Linked DNA regions of Gossypium hirsutum: region 1 is linked to region 2. The links are chromatin contacts, called in public Hi-C maps. All regions are on one chromosome and are shown on one strand. Each heading gives the region's core, a stretch centred on a gene start, on an enhancer-like site or on the middle of the called end of the contact. The rest is flanking DNA. Distances are from core to core; before and after follow the strand shown.

Region 1 (6,600 bases), core at 1,131-3,630, 200 kb after region 2:
CTCTTCGAAAGAGTTTATGATGACGCCGTAAGACTCGAGATCCGCCTTCTTCCGTTCCTCCGAAAATTGCTTGAGGTTTTCAGCCATAACTTGTGTGACCTGGCATTTAGTGAACTCAACTTTGTGGGGCATGTTAGGCACGACGAAGTACTCCGTCTCTGAGGAAACGTGGTCAAGAACGTTGGAGATGCGTAAATTATGGAGACAAACAAGACGAAAGCAACAAACTCCATGGAACACGATCCTCGGAATCTGAAACTGGTTGGCAATGTCGAGTGTGAACGCAAACAACACATCAGAAAGGATACAGTTGGGGCTTGGCGTTAGCTCAGGTAACAGTTTTTTAACTGGCGTTTCAAGCGCGTCGGTAGCTTGGTAGAAATTCCAGGCTAAGCTAAAGGAAGGCAGCATGTCGAAGCTCTCGCACCCTTCTGGCAATCCAAATTCAGCACATGGAAACTGTACCTCAAGTAGACGGATGAAGAGCCCCGATTCCATGGCACGATCGAGGGTTGCCTTGAACCTAGCTGCCTTTTGAGGCGTTGTAATGATGGTTACGATCACGCCTCGCTGTGCCAGCAATCTAGCAATGTCAATCATAGGGGCCATATGGCCTTGAGACATGAAGGGAAACACCACAAAGTGAAGCTGCTGCTCCTCTTGAGTAGGAGTCGCCATCGAAACTGTCAAAAACTAAACCATAAGTCTGGTTTTATATACTGATATAAATTTTGATGTTTTTTTATTATATTTGAGATATTTTAATTTATTTATATTGTATATAAGAAAAAAAGGCAAGCGAAAGAAAGGATTGAGGAGGTGACATAAGGGCATACATAAGCATTTTTGTCTATTTATGTAGAAAAAGTGAGTTAGGCTTTTTCTCATTTGTGAAATTATGATTGTAAGTGAAGTGCTGGGTGGCTAATTTCGTATAAAAAATAGGGAACATGGCAGACCAAGACTGGCATATTGATTTGTAAGTAGCCATCAAATCCTACACGAAATCAACTTTGATGAAAGTTTTAATATTTTCTGTAATTAATCTTATATAAAACATTATTCAATTTGTCTATTTGTGTTACTGAGTCATGTTTTTTTTTCTCGGTAAATTAATAATATTATTAATAAATTAGGAATTTCAAAGCTACAGAAGATCGCCTCAAATAAAAAAAAAAAAGAATCTTTAGCCACTCTTTTAACGCAATTGGCCACATCACAGAGGTTTGCCATAGAAACACCAAGCCAAGAAAATTAAGCAACAAATGATACTGAGAAGCCAAAACCTCAACTAAGCTAGATATCACCATCACTTCCGAGGCTGATTCTCATTTAAAAGAACCATCATGTTCCTAATCAATTTTTTCATCAAAATCAGATTGCTTCCAATTCAAGGAAAACAAGCTCTTCAAGCATGAATAAACCAAAAATAGGATCAGTCCTCGCCTCAAACAGCAAAAGCATCATAGCCAAATCACCACAGAGCCCCAATAAACGCCTCACATAAAAGATGTAGCCACATTTTGGTCCAATTCTGTCATCACTCTCTCTAAAGCTTCAAAGGCTGACCCTTCCAGATACAACTTCATTGGCATAAAAACATATCAGTCCAGAGGACTTTAACGCATGATCGGAGGAGAATATATGATATCTCTGCTAAAAAGACCCTTAATGAGAGTCAACCACTGCAAGTCAATTTCCATTCGTTGGTAAAACCATTAAAACTGTTCGGCTCATCAAATAAGAAGAAGGGAAAAAAAAAAGTCTTCACCCCAAAGCACAAATGATACCAACACTGACATTCATATTCACAACATAAGTCAAATACCTTTTTGCTCCTCAATCTCACAAGGACAAAAATTTGACCAGCACACAATCAAAATTTTGATCGACCTTTCCATTAAAGAACAATGCACGACACCTCTTTCAAACCCGAACCTTCAAGTTCCCCCAACGTCCTACATCAAGGCTGGCCTTTCTGCAATAGCGAAACAACTCTCTCACAACCTCTTCTTCAATTCCCCTTGCTTGAAGCCCCAAGAGTTTACCAAAATCCCTTACTCTACAAGTCCCACGCTTCTTCTAGCCTTATGAATTCTGAAATAACGACCTCATCACTGCAGCTAGCCCTCAGACCCAAGATTTTTCCCACTTCCCAAGCTTCCTCAGCTTCTTTACGGATGACTCTCCTTCGATCGATGAAATCTGAGTCGGAGAGCGAGTCGTTCACCACTTTGGATTGTTTTGGCCACTTCCCAGATCCTTTCTTCTTCTCAGGCGGTCTCCCTCTTCCTCTCTTTGTAATTATCTTGGCCTCACAAATACCCAGCTGTTAACGAATCTTCCTCACCTTAGTTTTGGTTATGGCTGACAATAGTGCCTCATCCAAGCCATCATGCTCATGACCCACTAAACAGTCATTATCCGGATCCGTAACTCATCAGATGGGCCTTCAAAAAGTTAAGGCCCACATTTACATTGTCCATTCTAGAGTCTCCTTCCGTCCCATTATTGGGCTCAATTTGAATGGCATCTTTGGATTGCAACCCATCTTTGAACTTTCCCCTGTATTCTCGAAGTTCTAACCGGGAATTAAAATCTAAGCAGCTTCCTTGTCACTTCTGTTAATGTGACTGTCGGCTGGAGCAGTCAAGTTGTCTTCTTGAATCGAATTTCCCAAGGACTGATGGCCACTGCCTCCTCAGAGATCCCCACTTTTTCTGTATTTTGTAATTTACACAAAATATTAAAGGCTTCTATTAATTTGCGTAAAAGAGTTATGTTTTATGTGATTGAATAATAATTTAGGTACAATTTTTAATCTAATCGATGCAATTCAAATAATATTAATTTTTATTTGATTTAATTTATATAACATTAATTTTTATATAATTAGGTGTCATGAAAAGCTTTTTTTTTTAAATCCCACCTTAAAACTCGTCAATAGTTTGTTAATTGAAAAAACTTTTAACAAAAATGAGAAAAATAAAATAAAATAAAAGTTTAAAATCATATCTAAAGACTAAATTTGTAATTCTATACATAAATTTTGATTTTGTATAATTTTATATATGAAATATTATTTTGATTCAATTTTTATAAATCATAACATCATTATCGATATAATATCATTTTATGTCTAAATATTGTATGCAAAAATAATTATATTTATCTAATATGGAAATAAATTGATGTATTTTTAAAAAAATATATATATGATTGAATCAAAATCAAAATTCAATTCGTAGAATCTTTTCAAATTAAAATTTATATATCAAATTACATTTTGAATCAAAATTTATGTATAATTTTAATATTTAACCCTAAAAACGAATAAAGTCTATGAAACTTTTAAATTTTATAAGTTAGACAGATATACTTGCATTAGACTTTACAAATTATGGTTTAAAATTTAAATTGTTTGAAACTTTTTCAACATTATAATTGAATCTTTAAAGTATTAATATTATATCAATCAAGTCATTTTGTCAGTTTAGTAAACAGTTTAAATTTAACATGCATACTTACTCTATGAACAATTTGAATATGTAATAAAAAGAAAAAAAATAGTCTTCTAACGTCAAATACAAACTTACATTAATTCTTAAACCCTACCTCGAGTGGGACACAGAGAATTATGAGAAGCGATTGGAGAGGCACTCGTGAACGACCCTCAACCTTATACCGTCTGGATGGTCATTCTATGACCAACTACTCACATGCTTTATATCATCCACGGGAGGGACCACCTGCCCTTAACCAATTAATTGGACCTTTTGTTAGGCCACCTGCTATTAATAGGTACACTCTCCTCAATAAGAAACCATATGGAACCATCACTTCTATAAATACTCCTAGCATCTCTCAAAACTCTTACAGTACGTTTGGTTGGTTGTAATGGAATAGGGTTGTAATTAAATAGAGCTGTAATGGAATAGAGCTGTAATAAGTAATTTAACTGTTTGATTGAATGGAATAGAATAGAACTGTAATAGTATTCTTGTATTTGGTTAAATAGAATGATGTTGTAATAGCATAAGGAAAAAAACTAAAACGACCAGAATACCCTTAGTAGAATTTTTTGTTAAGGTAGATAATTATTGTTATTGTTATTAAATTTTAATAAAATTATTATTAAATATATTTTATTAAAAAAATAATTTAACCATATTTTAACATAATTATTATTAAATATAATTTAATAAAATAATATGTAATTTAATAACATTATTAATATAATTATTATTATATGAATTAAAAAATCATAATATATAATACTAAAAAAATAATATATAATCTACTTTATTATTTTTAAACTGTAATACATATTTAATGTGCTAAAATATCATTACTGAAACAAATAATTTAATTATAAACAAAATATTAGAAGAATAAATAACTTGAGAATTATATTTCAGATCCAAATATAATATTCATATACTAACAAAAAGTTACATGATTTCATTAGTTTATATGTCATAATTCATATGTTATAAAATTTTACAACATCAAAAAGTTACAATATTGTAATCACATTCTATCATGTCATTATACTATCAAAAAGCTACATAAGTATGCATATTGTGTAATTATTCAGAAATTCAGTGTTAATTCCTTGAGAGCGACCACCTCTTGGTCAACTTCTTGAGTTTCTAATCTACTACACTAAAATTGTACGTTGATTGATTTGATTTTCTATGTTCTGAAAGTGGTTCTCCATGTTTGCCTGCAAACGTTGAGCTGTATTAGCGAAAGGCTCAACTAAATCTTCAATAGATTTACCTGGCTTAGAAGAAGATGGTTGTGAGGAAGCATGCAAGCTCAATTCATAGCCAATATCAGGAAAATTCAATAAATTCAACTTCAAAATTTACACAAATGTTGCAAGATAAATTTATTAAATTAGGACCCAATTGATAGAATGTATTAACAATAAGGGCTAAATTTGTTATTAGACCAATCAAAATCATGTATAATCCATGAAAACATTAACTCTATGATTAATTGTCCTTAATTTCTAACCTTCGAAATTGATAGGAAATAAATTGCTTTGATTTTCTTAGAAGGACCAATTTGCTCAATTCGAAATTGAGAGGAATTGAAGAGTTCTTTTTACCATATATTTTTTATGTCTATCTAGTTATAATAGTTATCAAGAAAAGGCAGCTCAAACAGATTTAAGCATATATTTGACCCCATAATCTCTTAAAGCAATTAACAGACAGATAAATGCGGAGTAGATTTAGACAAAAGACAATTTAAAAGCATAACAGCCTAGAGATAAACAATCTTTAAGGGGCAAAATCTGTTTCAGAAATCATAAAAACTCATCAATCCAGAACATGTGGATCATCTGACCACTTTCATTACTGGACCTTATTGTTGTTAAACCACTTGGAAGTTACATAAAGATGTATATATGAACTTCTATATATGATCAACTTTGCTGGGGGTTAATCATCCAATAAAAACAAACATGGTCACCTTGCAGACTATACATATCTACCTACCACGTCTTTGTTTCCAATGAATACCGGTATTGTACTGTTCATTAAAGGGACTGTCTCTCACCTTCTAGTTATATATTCATCAAATTTCCATTGCTTTATATCTAGAAGAGTTTCAAGCCTAAATCTTGGAGTTCTTTCCTATTAACCTTAGAGCAAAGCAAGATGGTCAGCGCTAAGAAGCTTATCAAGTTAGTAAGAAAATGGCAAAAAATGGCTACAATCAGGAGAAAGAGGATCACACCATCAAGTGCCACCTTAGATACTGGCGCAAACAGTTGCAACACGTCGACAACAATTGAGTAGGGCGATTTTGTTGTATACAATGTGGATCAGAAACACTTTGTGCTTCCATTGGAATATCTCAAGAATGAAATAGTCATGCAACTATTTAACTTGGCTGAAGAAAAGCGTGGTCTATCAGGCAATAAAGCTCTCATCTGCATATATTTATAAGAAACTTGATGCCTTTGGAAGGATTCCTGTTAAATAATGAGCCACCTTTCTGCATTTAACCCAGTAAAGTTGGTCAGTAAAACTAAGCTTGTAAAAGAAAATGAGAGCTACACATAAAATTACGCTACATAAAATTACATGACTTAAGAGAAGTCAATAGTAATACGGCAAATTATAATGATATATTTAGGCGGCCCTCTGTGACAGTTTCAGTACTAGATAAGTAACTGCTACTTGAAGAACCACTCATACTTATCCCAACATAAAAAAATTACCGACTTGGAGTTCAATCTTGTAAGCCCGGCGTTGCTCAAGCGTAGCAGTATCTGACAATTCAAAATTCATTTCTGGATGCAACTCACAATCAGGGACAACTCCATTTTCTACAATCGAGGTTGAAGGTCTCTCTGATGAAGGGTCACTCTCGAAGCTTCTAGACAAGTCAGAATCACCTATCTTCAGCTCTTGATCCATCCAAGCTCCCATTGACTTAATGATGCCAATTAAGCACTGCACTGATTCATGTCGGAGAATAATATCCTAGGAAAGAATATTCCAATTTCAGCTTTCAACCCTGACCTAAATTTTGTTAACAAGCTCATAAAAACAGAACATTGAAGCTGAAAAACTGACATCA
Region 2 (6,023 bases), core at 2,980-5,479:
ACTAAAAAAGAATGAGACTTGGAAGCTAGTAACTCCTCCAGTAGACAAGAATTTGGTGGGATGCAAACGGGTATTTAATGTGAAACACAAGTTTGATGGTTCGATAGAAAGGTACAAAGCCAGATTGGTTGCTAAAGGCTTCACTCAAACTTATGGAGTAGACTATCAAGAGACGTTTGCCCCTGTTGCCAAAATGAACACCATCAGAATTTTGTTATCTTGTGCAACCATCCTTGATTGGAACCTACAACAATTTGATGTGAAGAATGCATTCCTACATGGAGACATAGAAGAGAAAGTATATATGGAGATTCCTCTTGGATTTGATAATGCAAAAACGCAAGGGAAAGTAAATAGATTGAAGAAAGTCTTGTATGGATTAAAACAATCTCCTAGAACATGGTTTGAAAGATTCTGCAAAGCTATGATCACTTTTGGTTAGCAACAAAGCAATTTTGATCATACCCTTTTTACGAAACATCACAAGGGTAAGATTACTCCTCTTATTGTATATGTTGATGACATAGTGATGACATGAGACGATGATGAAGAAATTATTCGACTGAAACAATGTTTGGCTCAAGAATTTAAAATAAAAAATCTAGGGAAGTTACAATATTTCTTGGGAATTGAAGTTGACAAATCAAAGAAATGAATCTTCATATCTCAAAGAAAATACATCTTAGACCTCTTGACTGAGACAGGAATGATGAGTTGCAAACTAGCAGAATCATCTACAGAAAGCAATCATAAGTTGCAAGCTGGAATAGGAGTCAGTGGATAAAAAATGATATCAAAGATTGGTTGGTAGACTAATTTATCTCTCACACACTAGACCTGACATAGCATATGCAGTTAGTTTGGTAAGTCAATTTATGCATGATCCTTGAGAGTCTCATATGCAGTCTGTCTTTCGCATTCTACGTTACCTAAAGTCTGTCCCAAGAAAAGGTCTCCTCTTTTCAAAACATGGTCATCTCCAGATAGAAGCTATTACAGATGCAGATTGAAATGGATCTCTGGATGATAGGAGGTCTACATCTGGATATTGCACACTTGTGGGAGGAAACTTAGTCACTTGAAGAAGCAAGAAGCAAAGTGTGGTTGCTCAGTCAAGTGCTGAGATAGAATACAGAGCCATAGCTCAAGGCGTTTGCGAGCTACTGTGGTTACTAAAAGTTATGGAGGAATTAAAGTTGTCAAATAAAGGAAAATTATCCTTATATTGTGACAACAAGGCTGCCATCAGTATAGCCCAGTACAACATGATCGAACAAAGCACATAGAAATTTATCGACATTTCATCAAAGAAAAGTTAACTGCCCGCATCTTAGGCTTAAGTCATGTAGCCACTGCATCAAAGAAAAGTTAACTGCCGACATCTTAGGCTTAAGTCATGTAGCCTCTGACAAGCAAATAGTTGATGTGTTCATCAAAGGACTTAACAACAGAAGCTATCATAATTTGGTTTGCAAATTGGGCATGTGTGACATCTATGCACCAACTTCAGGGGGAGTGTTGACGGCTTATCTCAGCTAATCTCATTACTGATTTTTAGGGATTAGATTAGCTTAAAATTAGGATTATTGATTTAATGTATTGATTATGTTTCCTTAGTTAGGCCTACTCTTTTAGTATAAATAGCCATGTAAATTTTTCTGTTGAAAATACAAGAGGAAATGATTCATACTATCAACATAATCCTACAGACAGAACAAACTAAAATGAACTTTACCTGATTTATATAACTTAATCTAGAAACACCCGCTACCAACCTTGCTACATCATCACCAAATTCTGCTTCTATACTGAACAAACGTTCACATGTATCATCAACCACATCATGTAATATCCCAGCCACAACTGTGTCAACAGCCTGCAGCAAACTTTCCAGCCTTAGTTAAGGAACTAACTGAAAGTGAAGCAAGTTTCTTAAGCAACCCCGAAACTCTTAAGTGTTACTTTTAGTAATCTTAAGTGCTACTTTTAGTAATAATAAGAAAGAATGCATTTTAGTAAACATAATGGCTGAAGATAAATACTGATTAAAACATCACAATGGCTATTGCTTTTACTGTAAGATGTTTTCCTAGCCAACAACACTAAGTAATACTTGTAATGGTTCCCTAACTTCTCTGGAAGAGAGTAATGATCATATTATACTGGTCTACGGCTACAAGTATAAAGATGGATCAATGAAAGAAAACACTAGGCTGATGTGCTGAAGAATGAGATAAATGCAACATGCATGCAGGGATGGAACCCGGATAAAACATTTGGGGGTCAACAAATATAAATTGAAATCACGGTTTGTCGTAGCCTTTTTGGCTCTCAATACATAATACTTGCAAGCCTAGAGTTTATTTTGACTTGAGAAAGTTCTTTTTTTTTTTTTAAGTTAATTGGGAAGGGTTTGAAACTTTTTTTTTTAACATGAAGCTTAAGCCATCTGTTCTTTTTTTTTTTAACAAGAATTCTTAAGTTGTTTAAATCTTGCAACTGGGCTTGGCTCTAATTGGGTCTAAGAAGTGGGTTGTGCTCGCCCCCACCATATATGTAGTGCCATCTCTGCATACATGCAATTTTTGTGAGTGCAAATAGCAGGCATATGGTAAGCTGATGGAAGATTATCAGAAGAAAAGCATAATAAAGACACGCATAATATAATAAACTTAATAGTAGTTGCTTATACAGTTTCATACTCGTAAGCCAGTTGATGGAACCAACATAGCTAAGATTCTTCCTGTGTGAATGCAATGCGATAAGTACGGGTCTCCTGTTTTCCTAAACTGCCCATTGTGAGCTCTTTTTGCAAATGCAATAGCTTTTTGCACCTGCCTTCACAAATTCAGTGTTTTAGTGGAAGAAGAGGACTATATGCAAGTCATACTCATAAGGCAACGAGACATGGCAAACCTTTGCCTCACTGAATATAGGATAGCCAGTCACATCAATTCCTTCCACTGTAAAAGAACCTGCACCACATTGATTGGCGTTGTTAACATGAAAATTGATAGCAGAAAATATGAAGAAAATGATCCAGTAAGAAGACAGTGAATGGTTTGACATCTAACAAGAAAAAGAAAGCAGGAGATTGTGATTGTAAACTGTAAAGAGGATAAATCATAGTCATGGTCTTGCTAATAAGCTACAATCAAGAATCAATAATTGGTGTAATAAGAAGGAACACAAGGTATCTAACGAAAACTATATCCTTTTCAATATGCTCAACTATGATTTCATAATTTTGAGAGGAATCAAAGGCAGAATCCTCTAGGCTCAAAATATGTAATACAAGACCTCAGGAAGAAGCTTAGAAATATGTAAAACATTTGTGACATATAGGTGCTAAAGAAAACAGATTTTAATGGTTTACATCCAAATAAGGTTCAATCAGACAAAAGCAATAATAGAAGGATAGAAACTTATTTGGAAAATTCAAGAAAGTACTTAGTATATGCACAATTGTAAGAACTAGAGAAGAAAAGGTATACACACAGACACACCCCAACAGGAGGCTTGAAAACACCGTTAAAATTAAGAAGACAAAAAGTAACATAGTCTGAGATAATGAGGAGGTTCTTAATAAGCCAATCGTGAAGAAAGTACACACTTAGTACTCCCTAATCTGGAACTGAAAAAAACCAACTTCTAGAGGATTGCCTAAAATTGAATGTAACAAAACTATTTCTAATATATAGAAGCACAAAATCAAGTAATATTGTAATATCCAGAACTGCATAAAATTCCAAAGCAAAAAGAAATGAAACAGAAGGGTACCTTGTTGCTCCTCCACTTTGGGCCACAAGAAGTCAACCTTAGTGGAAAGACAAGCCCCGGAGGCTATAGCAAAGGCAGTAACAGCTACTTGGGTAATCGCAGAAGAGACGGCCCCATGGATGGTGGCACCAGAGCCAGAGGCAGCGGCAGCAGCTATCGTGTTAAGGGAAGCAGAAACAGTGAATTTCTTGGGAATACATCTAAACTTAGTAGCAGTTTGGGGATAGAACTTGTGGAGAAAAATAGGGGAAGTTTTGTGGACAAGAAACATTGTCTTGGAATGGATTTGAGATTGGCATGAAGATGAAGATGAAGATGTAACAAAGGGCATGTTCAGGTAAAAAAAAAATCATGTCTGACATGATTCTTCTGTTTGTTGGCCTAGAGGGAGTTTGTTAGTTTTTATTTGTGTGGCTGGGATTCTTGGACTAGGCAAAAACGGTTGTTACCAAAGAAAAAAAAAATTCCTGGAAAATAGATGGCAATCCTAAAAACCTGGGGTAAACCCAATTTGCTCTCGTTGAGAGTCGAACTCAAGACCTCCCGCTTACTAAACGGGTGCTCTAACCAACTGAGCTACGAGAGCTTCTTAGTTTTATTTTTTTTAGAAATAGTTTTGGATTTAAAATTTTGAACCTTATTGTTAATTATTAGAGTTAATTGCACCACGCATCCTATAATTTTATTACAATTTGATCTTTAAAACATATTCTAATTATATCTCTAAATTATCGAGGTATATTAATAATGTCCCTCCATTATTAAAATCATTAATTACCCGTTTATTGACATGTAAAATCTTATTTGATATGGTTTAAAATGAAAATTTTAAAGAAAAATAAATATTGTGAAAAAATATGTAAAAATCTTGAGTTTGAGGTTTTTGAAGCTTTTACAAAAAAATTATCGTTCACTCTTTTTTTTCAATTTTACTTTATTCTTCATTTTAACTTTTAAAAGTTATGTGGTAACTTTTTACTATTCTTTAAATTTTAATTTTAAATTATACCCCATACAATTTAATATGTTATTTAATGGTTAAATTAACGATTTTAATAATAGAAGTACCTGATTGATATAACCTTAATAGTTTAGGATGTAATTAAGACATTTTGAAATTTGAGGACCAATTTAGAATGAAGATCATAGTTTGGATATATGTAGTACAATTAACTCTAATTATTGGTAATTTCACATTTTGTAGGACAATGAAAACAAAAGGGTCAAATTATTGAAAAATATTGATTTTGGGGGAAAAAAAAGAAAATAGGATGATTATTCGATTAATTAGAGAAATATATTATTTTTGCTTAATCGAATTCTATTGTGGCAAAAGCATGTCCCATAGGATGCACAGTAAAAATGTATTCTACGAGGCATGTTTTTGCCATGACAACATCCAACTCAATAAATATGACCACTGAATCTCCAATAATAAAAAAAAATGATAAAAATATTATTATTGCCCTTGTATATACCCAACCTTTATTTTTTTACAAATCATTTATCTCATCATCAAACCAATCTTCTAAATTAATTCTCCCACTTTCATTCTTTTACAAAATATTTATCCTTCAATTATCAATTTCATTTTCTAAATAAATATCAAAGTTTGTTTTCTTCTCTCAATTAATAATATATTGTCTTGGTTTGATTTCCACCATCAAAATTTTATCAAGTAATTTAAGGTAAGTTATGTTATTTCAAGTGTTATGTATTTTTAATATTAGATTAATTTAATTTTAGGTTGCTTATCTATTATTTTGTTATAATGAATTAAATGATATGTTAGAAAATTCTAAATTTTTTTATAATCTATATTGATATTTTAATAAATTATTAATTTATTACTTTGTCAAATATTTGTATAGTAATACATTTTTATTTTAAAAAATATAGATTTTGTATAAAAAATATAAATTTAAAAAATGACAACATCATTGATACAGTCGGATCACAAGCACATTTCTAGCAATCAACTACAAATGGAAAGAAAATGTTGTTAAATTTTTATTTTGTGAATATCATTATTAAATCAATGAATTTCATTAATATAATTATATAGTAATTTGAGTGTGCTATGTATTGATATTAATACGTCGAAGATTGTATTATTCAAACGGATATATTCAAACGGATATAAAGCCAGGGGATTTCATCAGGTGTAAGGTTACGCGCACAATCAATACATTTTGAAATACAAAACGCAAAAGAAATTGAAAGATGAGATTCAGATCTGGGTC

Evidence for each region. A called contact is a pair of places that touch in the nucleus more often than the background predicts.
Region 1: a contact with region 2 is called in a Hi-C map of leaf, with 5 times the contacts expected there. The contact joins the promoter of LOC107895353 here to the promoter of LOC107912963 in region 2. A contact is called at or near these places in 7 of 34 Hi-C or Micro-C datasets (leaf, petal and seedling).

What each region holds. Positions count from the first base shown.
Region 1 is chrA13:99,841,311-99,847,910 of Gossypium_hirsutum_v2.1, forward strand. It overlaps LOC107895353 (UDP-glycosyltransferase 73C1), which reads right to left and starts at 2,381. Exons shown (of 1, transcript XM_016820665.2): 1 at 1-2,381. The coding sequence starts at 678. It overlaps LOC107895355 (a long non-coding RNA gene), which reads right to left. Exons shown (of 4, transcript XR_001683494.2): 3 at 5,572-6,503; 4 at 4,416-4,726.
Region 2 is chrA13:99,642,320-99,648,342 of Gossypium_hirsutum_v2.1, forward strand. It overlaps LOC107912963, which reads right to left and starts at 4,230. Exons shown (of 18, transcript XM_016841366.2): 1 at 3,781-4,230; 2 at 2,917-2,975; 3 at 2,703-2,834; 4 at 1,736-1,876. The coding sequence starts at 4,111. TRNAT-AGU (transfer RNA threonine (anticodon AGU)) reads right to left here and starts at 4,366; the gene lies at 4,293-4,366.